Regions from separate parts of the Arabidopsis thaliana genome. Here region 1 is linked to region 2. A link is a contact called in public targeted proximity ligation data. All regions are on one chromosome and are shown on one strand. The core of a region is the stretch at or near the end of the contact, and the rest is flanking DNA. Distances in the headings are between cores, read along the strand shown.

Evidence for each region.
Region 1: a targeted proximity ligation map of shoot shows a contact between it and region 2, with 10 read pairs. A contact is called at or near these places in 9 of 26 Hi-C or Micro-C datasets (callus, leaf, root and 4 more), 1 of 2 datasets of targeted methods (shoot) and 1 of 3 other capture datasets (shoot).

The regions. Positions count from the first base shown.
Region 1 is chr4:16,544,552-16,550,531 of TAIR10.1, reverse strand. It overlaps AT4G34670 (Ribosomal protein S3Ae), which reads right to left and starts at 1,932. Exons shown (of 7, transcript NM_119633.4): 1 at 1,798-1,932; 2 at 1,625-1,672; 3 at 1,429-1,534; 4 at 1,054-1,191; 5 at 798-983; 6 at 505-705; 7 at 1-408. The coding sequence starts at 1,808. The coding sequence ends at 310. It overlaps AT4G34660 (SH3 domain-containing protein), which reads left to right and starts at 2,038. Exons shown (of 10, transcript NM_119632.4): 1 at 2,038-2,297; 2 at 2,753-2,866; 3 at 2,945-3,014; 4 at 3,124-3,275; 5 at 3,529-3,630; 6 at 3,766-3,966; 7 at 4,057-4,119; 8 at 4,240-4,392; 9 at 4,623-4,697; 10 at 4,821-5,342. The coding sequence starts at 2,238. The coding sequence ends at 4,937. It overlaps SQS2 (squalene synthase 2), which reads right to left. Exons shown (of 13, transcript NM_119631.3): 12 at 5,779-5,821; 13 at 5,338-5,682. The coding sequence ends at 5,617.
Region 2 is chr4:16,486,546-16,492,670 of TAIR10.1, reverse strand. It overlaps AT4G34500 (Protein kinase superfamily protein), which reads left to right and starts at 1,617. Exons shown (of 7, transcript NM_119615.5): 1 at 1,617-2,414; 2 at 3,465-3,575; 3 at 3,663-3,785; 4 at 3,873-4,043; 5 at 4,136-4,265; 6 at 4,347-4,556; 7 at 4,634-4,968. The coding sequence starts at 1,879. The coding sequence ends at 4,666. KCS17 (3-ketoacyl-CoA synthase 17) reads right to left here and starts at 979. Exons shown (of 1, transcript NM_119616.3): 1 at 1-979. The coding sequence starts at 875. CAP1 (cyclase associated protein 1) reads left to right here and starts at 5,097. Exons shown (of 10, transcript NM_001342287.1): 1 at 5,097-5,615; 2 at 5,710-5,878; 3 at 5,969-6,033. The coding sequence starts at 5,115.

The DNA.
Region 1 (5,980 bases), core at 683-3,182, 58 kb before region 2:
ATCGGGGTAGTGCAAATTATTTTATTTTATTTCGATTACTTCTTCTCAAAAGTTTTAACCTTTTTACAGTTTGACTTTGATGTAAATCCTAATCTTGTCCATTTAAATATTTGAAGAGAGAGCAAATCCAGATTCCAAAAATGAAAAGAAGAAGTGAAGAACTAAGACATATAATAAAAAAGGTAAAACATGATAAACAATAAAGATCATCCATCAAAAACGAGTCCAAAACCAGTCACACCAATGGCGACATAACATTAGGTTCTTTTTTTTTTTTGCCAGCGAAAAAACAAACAAATCTATAATCCCCTAAGCTCCGATGATTTCTGTTGGCTCCTCAACCATTGTCTCATCAGCTGGCCTGTCTACCTTCACACCAACATCCTCTGCTGTGTAATCTCCATGCACCTAAAGATAAACCAAAACAAAAAGAGTTAGATTTCATTACATCCTTGGAACCAAGACTAGTGCATCAATGATGAAATTAATGTGACTTCAATCTACCTCCATGAGCTTTCCAAGGTCAAACTTGGGAGCCTTTAGGATCTTCACTTTACGGATGAACACATTCTGCAACGGGTAGATGCCCTGTGTTGCCTTCTCAATCTCTCTTCCAATGGCCTCTGGGATGAACTTGGCCACTAGCTCCTTGAGGTCACAAGATGAAGCCTCCTTCACCATAATCTCACTCATCTTTCTGCGGATCTACAAGAATCAAGAAACATTTACAAGGAAAATGTTAATCTTCTGTTTACAGAAAGCCAAATAGTAAGCACATGGTATGATAATGTTGTAACCTGACGGATTTGGCTGGATTGAGCGTAACAGGTACGCTTCACTTGGTTAGCACGTCTCTTTGTGAAGGCGATGCAGAACATCCTCAAGGTGTAGCCGTCTGTGGTTTTCACATCGACATGGGCTTCAATCAAAGTCTGCCACTTCTTCACCAATGACCTTAGCTTGTCGGTTGTGAAATCCATACCCTACAGAGATCACAGATTAAAAACCGCACTCTGTATCAATATGCCAGTAAAGGAGTGGTCTTTATCTTACCCAGAACTGGGTCAACACATTCCTTCCCTGAACATCTTCAGCTCTAAGACGGATCTTCCTGTAGGCATTATCCTCATCATTTTGTAGATCAGCAAGAGAAACCTCAAACACCCTGTGTTTCAGTCCCTCAGAGGCAATCTGTTTAAATTAAGAGATAGCCCAGATAACAAAGTCAGATTTGTCGAAGAGGAACACGCTCTTTTCTATCACAAATGCAATTCCTATTACTTCAATAATGAAAGCCACCAAGAGCAAATGCCCATCTCTACACCTCACATTCAGCAAATGACCTATGCCATGAGATAACTATAGACTCAAAACCTAGAAAGCTCTAACCTTTCTCCAGTATAGTAATAGAAAGACATAAGACATTACCTTGGTACCCTGAGTCCTGGAAACAAGAGTCTTCCCAACATTCCTGTTCGTGAAAGAACCAGGAGCCTTCACGTCATACCAATCCTTCTTGGAGAAGGGATCAACACTGCACCATCCATAACAATTCAATCACGAACACTATATACAGATTACAATTAGAAATCTGAGAATTTTATTCAGGACATAGGTTACTTACGCCTTCTTCTTTCCTCCTTTCCTACCCTTTGAAATCCTCTTGTTCTTCCTATATGATCAAACAAAAACCTTAAATCAGAACATGATATACTCGAAGCTATGATCAAATGAGAGATTCCAATACAGAGACTGGAGAAACAAGCAAGGAATATAGAGATGCGAAGAGAGATTTACCCGACAGCCATGGTTAAGGGTCTTCTAGATGGTGTAGCGACGACGAGCTACAGTGAGGAAGAAGAAGAAGCGGCTTCAACAAGTGAGAGAAAGCCCTAATTCACTGGCTTTTCATTTATATATGTCTAGGGTTTTGCGTCTTTTTAGTTATTTTGAGATGATATAAATTTATAGCTTACTGGATTTTATTTTCAAGCCCAATGGGCTATTATAGAGAGCCCAATATTAACCTTCTTGGTGAAACAGAGACTTTGTCTATCTTTGATTTCTTCGTGTTCGAAAGCAGAGAAATTTGTTCTGAGCTCAACGCCATTTTTGACGATTTCGAATCTCTGTCTTCTCTGAGTTGTTCCAAGTAATCGGAGGGAACTCGTAAAGTGGAAGAATAGGAGAAAGAGAGAAGGAAGAAGATTTGTGAATAGCTCTTGATCTGGTGAAGAATGGATGCAATTAGAAAACAAGCTAGCAGGTTGAGAGAACAAGTTGCGAGACAGCAGCAGGTTAAAGTTCTTAACTTTTGGTTTGCCCATTTGCTTAGATCCCGATTCTGTATCTTTTTTTCTAGATTTTGTTTTTATCTTCTCTTGTGATTCCGTTGAGTCGTTGGTTTCTGGTGAATGAATCAATAATGTGATGATGATAAAGGGGCTAGCTTTTTTTCGGATCGATGGTTTTTGACTTAATGAGTAATTGGATCTGAGTGTGATTAATACGTTGATTCGATGTGAGATTGGGTAAAATTCTGTAGAATTGGAGAAGTTTTTGTCAAAGGGTAATTTAGGATACTTTTATGTGAGAATCCGTTTCAGTTTTGTGAGCTGGGATTTGAAAGATGTTGTAGTGATAGATTAACATATTGGTGCTACATGTTCCAAGTTACCATGAGATTGGGTGTTTGTGTTCTTGAGTTTGAGGTTAATTAGTACACTGACTTAGTTTTTGTGGAATGGTTAAGGCTGTCTTTAAGCAATTTGGAGGAGGGGGATATGGCTCTGGTTTAGCTGATGAAGCAGAACTCAATCAGCATCAGAAGCTAGAAAAGCTTTACATATCCACTCGTGCTGCTAAGGTTGTTTTTCTTAAGCTTTTGACTAGTTTGAAGTTTTGATTACTATTGATTTTGGACTCATTCGTTCTTCGTTTTCAGCATTACCAAAGAGATATTGTTCGTGGTGTGGAAGGTTATATAGTTACAGGGTCAAAACAAGTTGAAATAGGTGATTTTTTTGACCCTTTGAGTTTTAACTTATTGTATTTTTTTATGTCTGTTATAGACTTGAATTGGCTCACAGGCCTGTCTTTCATTTTGCACTCATTTTTCATCAGGTACGAAATTGTCTGAGGATAGCAGGAAATATGGTTCAGAGAATACATGTACGAATGGTAACGTATTAACACGGGCTGCACTGAACTATGGGCGTGCTCGAGCACAAATGGAGAAGGAACGTGGAAATATGTTGAAGGCTCTTGGTACACAGGTTTGTCTTTTTCATCTTCCATCAAAGTGTTAAGCAATAGCACATATCTGTTGCATGCAATATAACTACACAAATAATTACTTTCCTGCCATTGTTAGTGGAATGACTGCCATTTGTGGGAAGATCTATTTCTTTTATCTGGAATAATTTGTTACATACTCTTTAAAAGTCAATTAATGTCATGGTGTTCACTTGGTTCTTTCTTTATTGCGGTTTGGCTACTACAATCATATGTCAATCCTGAATTTGTTAGGTTGCTGAGCCATTACGGGCAATGGTTTTGGGAGCTCCATTGGAGGATGCTAGACATCTTGCTCAACGCTATGACAGAATGCGCCAAGAAGCTGAAGCTCAGGTACGGTGAAAGATAATACCATGAAGCTATTTAATTACCGTTAGTAGAATATGGGTTTTTTCCTCTTCCAAGAACTAGTCATTTTATTATTCGCATGATAGAACTTTACTTATGCGCCTGCTTTAATCCAAACAGGCTACAGAAGTTGCCAGACGCCAAGCAAAGGCGAGAGAGTCTCAAGGTAATCCTGACATCTTGATGAAACTGGAATCTGCTGAAGCAAAACTTCACGACCTAAAATCAAATATGACAATATTGGGGAAAGAAGCTGCTTCTGCTTTAGCTTCCGTTGAAGATCAACAACAGAAATTGACTCTTGAACGACTTCTTTCAATGGTAGTGCGATTGGTTACAAGATCCATTTCTAGGTCAACTTTGATTTACTTACCCATATGTAACAACTGTATTTTTCATTCCTGATCACAGGTTGAATCTGAACGCGCCTACCATCAAAGAGTCCTCCAAATACTTGATCAGCTCGAAGGAGAGGTTGGTGTGCATTAGTTTTACAGCTTTCAGTTTCCTGTGATAATAGTATTCTTGTCGAACAATCAGTTCATCATTATATGAGTCAACTAAGGACAAAATGGAACATTCTTGAACCTACAGATGGTATCTGAGAGGCAACGTATAGAAGCTCCCTCTACTCCCTCAAGCGCAGACAGTATGCCGCCACCTCCATCATATGAGGAAGCTAATGGAGTGTTTGCATCTCAGATGCATGACACGTCAACAGATAGCATGGGTTACTTCTTAGGAGAGGTATGCTTTTCAGTCTTTAATACCTTCCTTTTAGAGTTAAAACTTTGGTTTATATTGGTAGTAAAAGTATCAAAGAGATAATTGGATTATAAGTTCTCCACGTATGAACTGGATGTACATAAACTGTTTTTGATTAGAGAACCAAAAAGACAGGCTACATCTAGATTCCTTTTGGTCCTCATTGATGTGCCATTATAACATATTATTTCCCTTTTTAAAAACGTTTTCAGGTCTTGTTCCCATATCACGGTGTGACAGATGTCGAGCTCAGCTTATCAACTGGTGAATACGTTGTTGTTAGAAAGGTTCGATAGTAAACCAACTCCCACATGAGAAAAACCAACAAAGTCTCCTTTAATTCATATTAACCAATACGGTTATTCAGTAGTGTTTGTTTGATATACCACTTCTCTATTTGTCATTGCCAGGTTACAGGCAGTGGATGGGCCGAAGGTGAATGCAAAGGCAAAGCTGGTTGGTTCCCTTATGGGTACATTGAAAGACGGGAACGAGTTCTTGCTAGCAAAGTGTCCGAAGTTTTCTGAGAATTTGAAGGTAACATTATGGTTCTTTGTTGGTTATGGAATTGAGTTGCTTCTGTAGAAGAGTTGTGTGTTCTGTAGAAGAAAAAGAAAGAAAAGATTCACGGGCTAAAACAGAAGTCCATATGCATGAGGATCAGAGTTGATGCGGGTTTCTGCCATGTTCTGAATCTAATAGTGATGCCACTTGAACAAGAGTTCAGTTTTTAGGTATTATCTTCATATTGGATTTGGATATTTTCTTTGTCATTTGATGTAAACGCCACATCTCTGTTTATCTTCGTATGTGAATACACTTCTTTTCGGGTCTTATTTGTGATTTTTTGTCCAAATTACTTTCATTTGATAACCTTGAAACTTGATGAAGAAGTGATTATTTTTCAAATTTACGCAAATGATCATACGCTTAAGTGTGTTAGTGCATTATTTAAATATCACTCTGCAATTTATCAAACTTAAACTTCAGTAAGAATTCCGGAAAACCAACATTATGAGCATGATGGTTGAATTTATAACTTCATAAAAATGAGAAAACAGAACAACTGAAAAGGAAGAGAGAAAGAACAGAACATTTTGACGGTTGAAGTCGTAGACAATCTTGAATAGACTATCAATTCAAGATTTGATCAAACATTTCAAAAAAGCTAGAAATTATGTTCATGATGACTTCACAAAATCAGAGTCACTTACATTGGTTTGCTTTGAGATATACAACGACTATGGCCAGTAGAAGCACAAACATTACAACCTGCAATTTCAGGAGTAGATTAGAGGAGGAGGATAAGTAACTTAATCCTATATATGAAAGAATTTCTATGGAAGTCTGATACAAATCTGAACTTACAAAGATAGCCTTGGATTGTGTTTCATCGTTAACATAAGATTTTCTGACCAGCATTAAGAAGAAAAAACAGAAAAAGATTCATTAGAACCTCAACCAAAACATATAAGATCATTCTCGTAATAAATGAACATGACAAGATTGGTCAAGTGACTTTGGATCTTCTTTTATTTGATAGAACAACTAGAAGAAACCAAAAAAAAAA
Region 2 (6,125 bases), core at 368-2,867:
TGAACAAGCTTATACTTGGATCGTTTTCGATCCAAAGGCTTGTTCGAAAGCAGAACCGCGGAACCACCAACTCTAAACAAGCAATTAGGGATCAACATTGCTTTCTTGTTACCAAAATACCAATTCTGAGTGATGTTCTCAGTACTAACCACAAGAGCAAAAGTGTTCCTATGGATTTGTAACATATCACTAGCTAGATCTACCGCGATAACACCAGCACTACATCCCATTCCTCCAAGGTTAAAGCTCTTAATGTTTCCTCTAAGCTTATACTTGTTAACAATCATGGCGGATAAAGAAGGCGTAGGGTTAAACAAACTACAATTCACAACAAGAACACCAATCTCCCTAGGATTGATTTTTGTATTCTCGAAAAGATTGTCGAGTGCACCGAAGATTACCTGCTCCGCTTCTTCACGCGCTGCAGCCATAGTAGGACGCGGAGGGATAGAGTGAATAGAATCCGGTAAATAAGTCTCTTCACCGAGACCAGAGCGAATCAAGATCTTCCTCTGGAACTCAAGAGAAGTTTCGCTGAAATCTTGAATCAAACTAGAGTTGTTCATGAATTTCTGGTAGCTAACTTTTTGACTCGAAGGCGGGAGGTAGCAAGAGTAATCTAGAAGGTAGATGGATCTAGGTCGAGACATGAAGAAGACAATGGATCCGACAATGGCGAGAGTAATGACGAAGATGAATCCGGTGGAATTGTAATAGAGCTGAAGATGGTTTAGGCTTAACAATGAGACATTCATGAACAAAACAGCCATTAGAGGGAGGAACATGAGTTTAAAAAAGTGAGTGATCAGATAGTGATAACCAAGCTTGACGTAGTTTTGGGTCCGGATCTGTACAGGTCCTCCATTAGCATCCATGGACAGTTTCTAAAGCAGAATCTTTGATATTTTTGTTGATGATACTGATGAGAAACTGAATCTGGGTTTGTGTGCGTATATATAGATACTGTGAGAGAGATAGAGAAGAAATCGTAAGGGGATGTGTTTATAGACACCATTTTTTCTTCTGCAGGTTGGGTGGGAGTTTGATATAACTAAAAAACAGAGAAGAGTCGCCATTGATGTATTTGGCGTCATGTGTATCGGCCAACTAATGGAAGATATCAAGAGGAAAAGTGATGAAGAAGCTTCTGGTTTTTCAGATTTTTATGGGAAAAAAACAGAGAGAGTAGATTTGAATCGAATTTCAAATTTTCAAATTTCAAGAAAAAAAGGAATCTTAATGATAATGGACGTTGATATGGGCTTGGGGTTTAGGCCCAATTGTTTTTCTTTTGATCTTGTGTAAATCTATGTATATCTTTGGAGATCAATCACAACTCAAAGAATTGGCCCATTATGATGTAACCTAAGTTTGACTATTTTACTATTTTCTTCCTCAATTTTTTTAAGATCCCAAAGAAAAAATATGGTATTATTGTCCAATAAACATGTCGGAAGCACCAACATTATATGCTAAAACATTTATTTAACTAATTTCGATTACCAACGGCGTACGATTTAATGCAAATCCAGCTATATTACAGATCCTCATTATTCTTACAAAATTCTATTTCAATAAAAACCAAATTTTAGTTAGACTATCATTAACATACTATACATTAATATGTACTCGTTCGGTGGCATTCTCGTAATAAACACTAATCGCATGCCTTAAATAGGAAACACTCTCTCAAGTCTCACAATTCTACCCGTTGAGCTCTCTCATTTTATTTTTTTGTTAAAGCTCTCATCAGTCATCATCGTCTTTTCTCTTTTGTTTGTTTGCTCCTAACGTTTCTCTTTCTTGGAACAATCTCCAGCAAACCAAACTAATCCGTCTGAGAGAAGTAGTTTTGACTTTCTCTACTCCGTGATCGCGATGTCGGACTCTGGTGGTGGTTCTCACAAGTCCTCCACAACAAAACCTTCCGTTTTCGGACTAAACCTTTACTTAGTCATCGCGATTTGTTCTGTTTTCATACTCTTGATCTCACTCTTGATCTTCCTCTTCGTCTGCTTGAATCGCGTCTCACGCGCTCGTAGAATGCGCGTTAAACACAGCTCCGGCTCGATCCCGCTCGTCTCTAAAGAAATCTCGGAGATCAAGACGGTCGGCAAATTCATAAACTCCGACGATTCCAAGGGTAAAATCGGAAACGAAGTTGTTGTTGTTGTCTCCGCCACAAGCAAAGAAGCGACAAGTGGTTTTGATACTTTGTCGGTGGCTTCGAGCGGTGACGTTGGTACTTCTGAGGCAATGGGATGGGGAAAATGGTACAGCTTGAAAGATCTGGAGATTGCGACACGTGGCTTCTCTGATGATAACATGATCGGTGAAGGAGGGTACGGTGTCGTTTACAGAGCTGATTTCTCTGACGGTTCTGTCGCCGCCGTCAAGAATCTCCTTAACAACAAGTAATGTCTTTAATGATTATTACTAATTTTGATTAAGATCATTTTGAGCAAAATTCAAGTTTTTTGAAATTTGGATCTTATCGGGTAGTATATTAAATATATCATTGCCTCATTCTGACAAATGTTCATTTACTTCGTTTCACGGACTCCGTAATTCTTGGGTCAAGGTTTCATTGGTACTTACTACTTGGTTTTAAAAATGCTTTTAATGTTGTCTTCTTCGTTGCTTTCAAACCCAAGAAAATGGCGAAACTTAGATTTTTTATATTTCTCCGACAAGTGTTTAATTAGATAGTACCACTTTCTCTGCATTGACTTTAATATATCAATGAAATTCTTGAGTTCTGTATTGAATAAGGGTCCAACTGTAACCATTTTATCTCCTGAATTAGTAACTTAAAGACATTTCAGAGTATATAGTAAATGTTTTTCCGACCATTGAACTATATAATTGCTGTTTTTTTAGGTAGGTGTAGTGAAGCTAAAAGAGTAAAACAAAAGGAAATAGTATTAATTAGTTGTGCTTTGTTCTTTATTCTCTATTAATGCTTTCTTTAATCTTTTCCTTTTCTTTTGACCTCTATCATCTCTTTTGTTTTAGTTTGTCACCTTTTTTAGATGATGAGATGGTCTTCACTAGTATAAAACTTGCTGGAACATGAGATATCATTGAACCAAATAGCTTGCAAAGAATCTTCTCTGTTTGCTTTGTGGGATTGTCACTTCTTTGTTCTGACTTTGGGATTGATTAGCCAAAGCTCCATGGATTGATTTTATGGTTAAGAAAATGAATAAATCTTTTATCTAGGTACAGAAATCTATTATATTCATTGTTAGGTTGAGCAGAGTCAGGTTGTTGGTTACAGGACAACCACTGGAAGTTTGATGCCATTTAAAAAAAAATATATATAATAATTTTTTGGTCCTGAGGCATGGATGAAACTTTTTCTCTTCTTGTTTACTCTTATATTATTGTTTTATAAACAGTTTTGTAGATTTTGATATAAGAAATGAATCTGCTAAATGATGGTAAAATATAATTCTATTCAGGGGTCAGGCGGAGAAGGAGTTCAAAGTTGAAGTAGAAGCAATTGGGAAAGTAAGACATAAGAACTTGGTTGGTCTGATGGGATATTGTGCTGACAGTGCTCAAAGTCAAAGGTGCTAATCCAAACAAACTCAAATGAATTAGTAAACTCTAATTTGGAATTAATCTAACAGTTAGTTCTTTCTTTGTTCCTTGATTAGGATGCTTGTGTATGAATATATTGATAATGGAAACTTGGAGCAGTGGTTACACGGTGATGTAGGTCCGGTGAGTCCTCTTACGTGGGATATCCGCATGAAGATAGCCATTGGAACAGCAAAAGGGTGCAACTTCTTTTGTTTTCTACTTCTTCTTTTCAGTTCGCATTTTAGCTAAGATTGGCCTTTGAAACTCTGCCTTTTGATGAACAGATTAGCCTATTTACATGAAGGGCTTGAACCTAAGGTTGTGCACCGTGATGTGAAATCTAGTAACATCTTGCTCGATAAGAAATGGAACGCGAAAGTGTCTGATTTTGGTTTGGCCAAGTTATTAGGATCTGAAACAAGCTACGTGACAACTCGTGTGATGGGAACTTTTGGGTATATATATAGATACCCTCTCTTCTTTCAGTTATCAGGCTCATATTGTTTCTTTACATTTTATCTTCTTACACCTTTTTAACTTTCTGCAGATATGTTTCACCGGAATATGCAAGTACTGGTATGCTCAATGAGTGTAGTGATGTCTACAGTTTCGGTGTTCTGCTCATGGAGATCATTACAGGAAGGAGCCCAGTTGATTATTCAAGACCGCCTGGCGAGGTAATTGAAAACGTTTGTAAGTAACAAAACCTTTACCTGCCAAGACCATACGCAAATAATTGTTTGTTGAAACATTTGCAGATGAACTTAGTGGATTGGTTCAAAGGAATGGTTGCAAGTAGACGTGGAGAAGAAGTTATAGACCCTAAAATCAAGACATCACCTCCTCCAAGAGCTTTGAAAAGAGCTTTGCTTGTTTGTTTGCGTTGCATAGACCTTGACTCTAGTAAACGACCAAAGATGGGACAAATCATTCACATGCTTGAGGCTGAAGATTTTCCATTCCGTCCTGTAAGTGTGTCAAAAGCTAAAAAGAGATTTGATCCTTTATGCAATTTACTGATTTTAAGTTTCATGTTGTCACACAGGAACACAGATCAAACCAGGAAAGATCGAAGTAAGAAAGATTATTGGGCAAACAATAATGTCTTGGGGAAGACCACACTTGAGCGTTGATGCTATTCATTACACAGCCATATATTGATAGATGTTTCCATGTTTGTTCTTATATTGAGAGGATTGATATGCAAAAGAGAAAATTGGAAAAGTGAAATTAGATATATGAGGATGAAATTCAGATTTATCGCTTGTAATTTGTAAATATATCATATATTGTATAATAAAACAGTGAACTCTAAGAACATTTCTTCCCTTGTGAATTTTCCCATTCAATTTAGGCCTGAGAAATAATATCGACCCGGACCTAACCGGAATTTGGTAATTTGGTTTATAGAGAAGAACTGTTCGGCTCTGCTTTGAAATTTGATTGGTATACGGTTTAGTTCGGGTTTAAAAACTTAATCCGGTCTTAAACCTATTTTGGATCCGGTTTGGGTCGAGCTCAAACACATGTGTCGGAATTTGGATCCGACAATCCACGACCAGACCACTAACCTGCGATTGGTAAAATTATCTAAGAAAGGCCACGTGTCATCACACATTCTCCTGACTTCGCCATCATCATTAGCCCCACGCAAAAAGGGAAAACAGAATCCATTCCTTAAATCGATTTCATCCAGATCTAAACTCGAGCTTTTGTTGATCGAAAAAATGGAAGAGGATTTGATTAAGCGCCTTGAAGCTGCGGTTACGAGGCTTGAGGGGATCTCAAGCAACGGAGGAGGAGTAGTTTCTCTTTCCCGCGGAGGAGATTTCTCCTCCGCCGCCGGAATCGATATCGCGTCGTCCGATCCATCGATTCTGGCTTATGAAGATCTGATTTCTCAATGTGTTGGTAGGGCTCTGACCGCCGCTGAGAAAATCGGTGGACCTGTTCTAGATGTGACTAAGATAGTCGCCGAAGCTTTTGCTTCCCAAAAGGAGCTGCTTGTTCGCATCAAGCAAACTCAGGTTAGTTTTTGAATCATGGTGTAATCGACCAATTCGTTTTGGTTCGTCATTGTGCTTTTGGATGTTGATTTCTATTTTATTCGGATTTGAACAGAAGCCTGACCTCGCTGGATTGGCTGGATTTCTCAAACCGTTGAATGATGTTACAATGAAAGCTAATGCAATGACTGAAGGAAAAAGGTCGGATTTTTTCAATCACTTGAAGGCTGCATGCGATAGTTTATCTGCATTGGCTTGGATTGCTTTCACTGGGAAAGATTGTGGTAAGCAAAAAGCGATCATGTTGAAAAAGATTCTGACTTTATGAAACTTTTATGATGTAAATTTTCTTTCTTGGTTATTTTGTCTGCAAGGTATGAGCATGCCAATAGCTCATGTGGAAGAAAGTTGGCAAATGGCTGAGTTTTACAACAATAAGGTGCTAATCTTCGATATCTCTATGCTTCAATATGTTATGATGTTAGGAGCTTATGGAAAACAATAGCGAACGAGGACTTTATAGTTACTTGT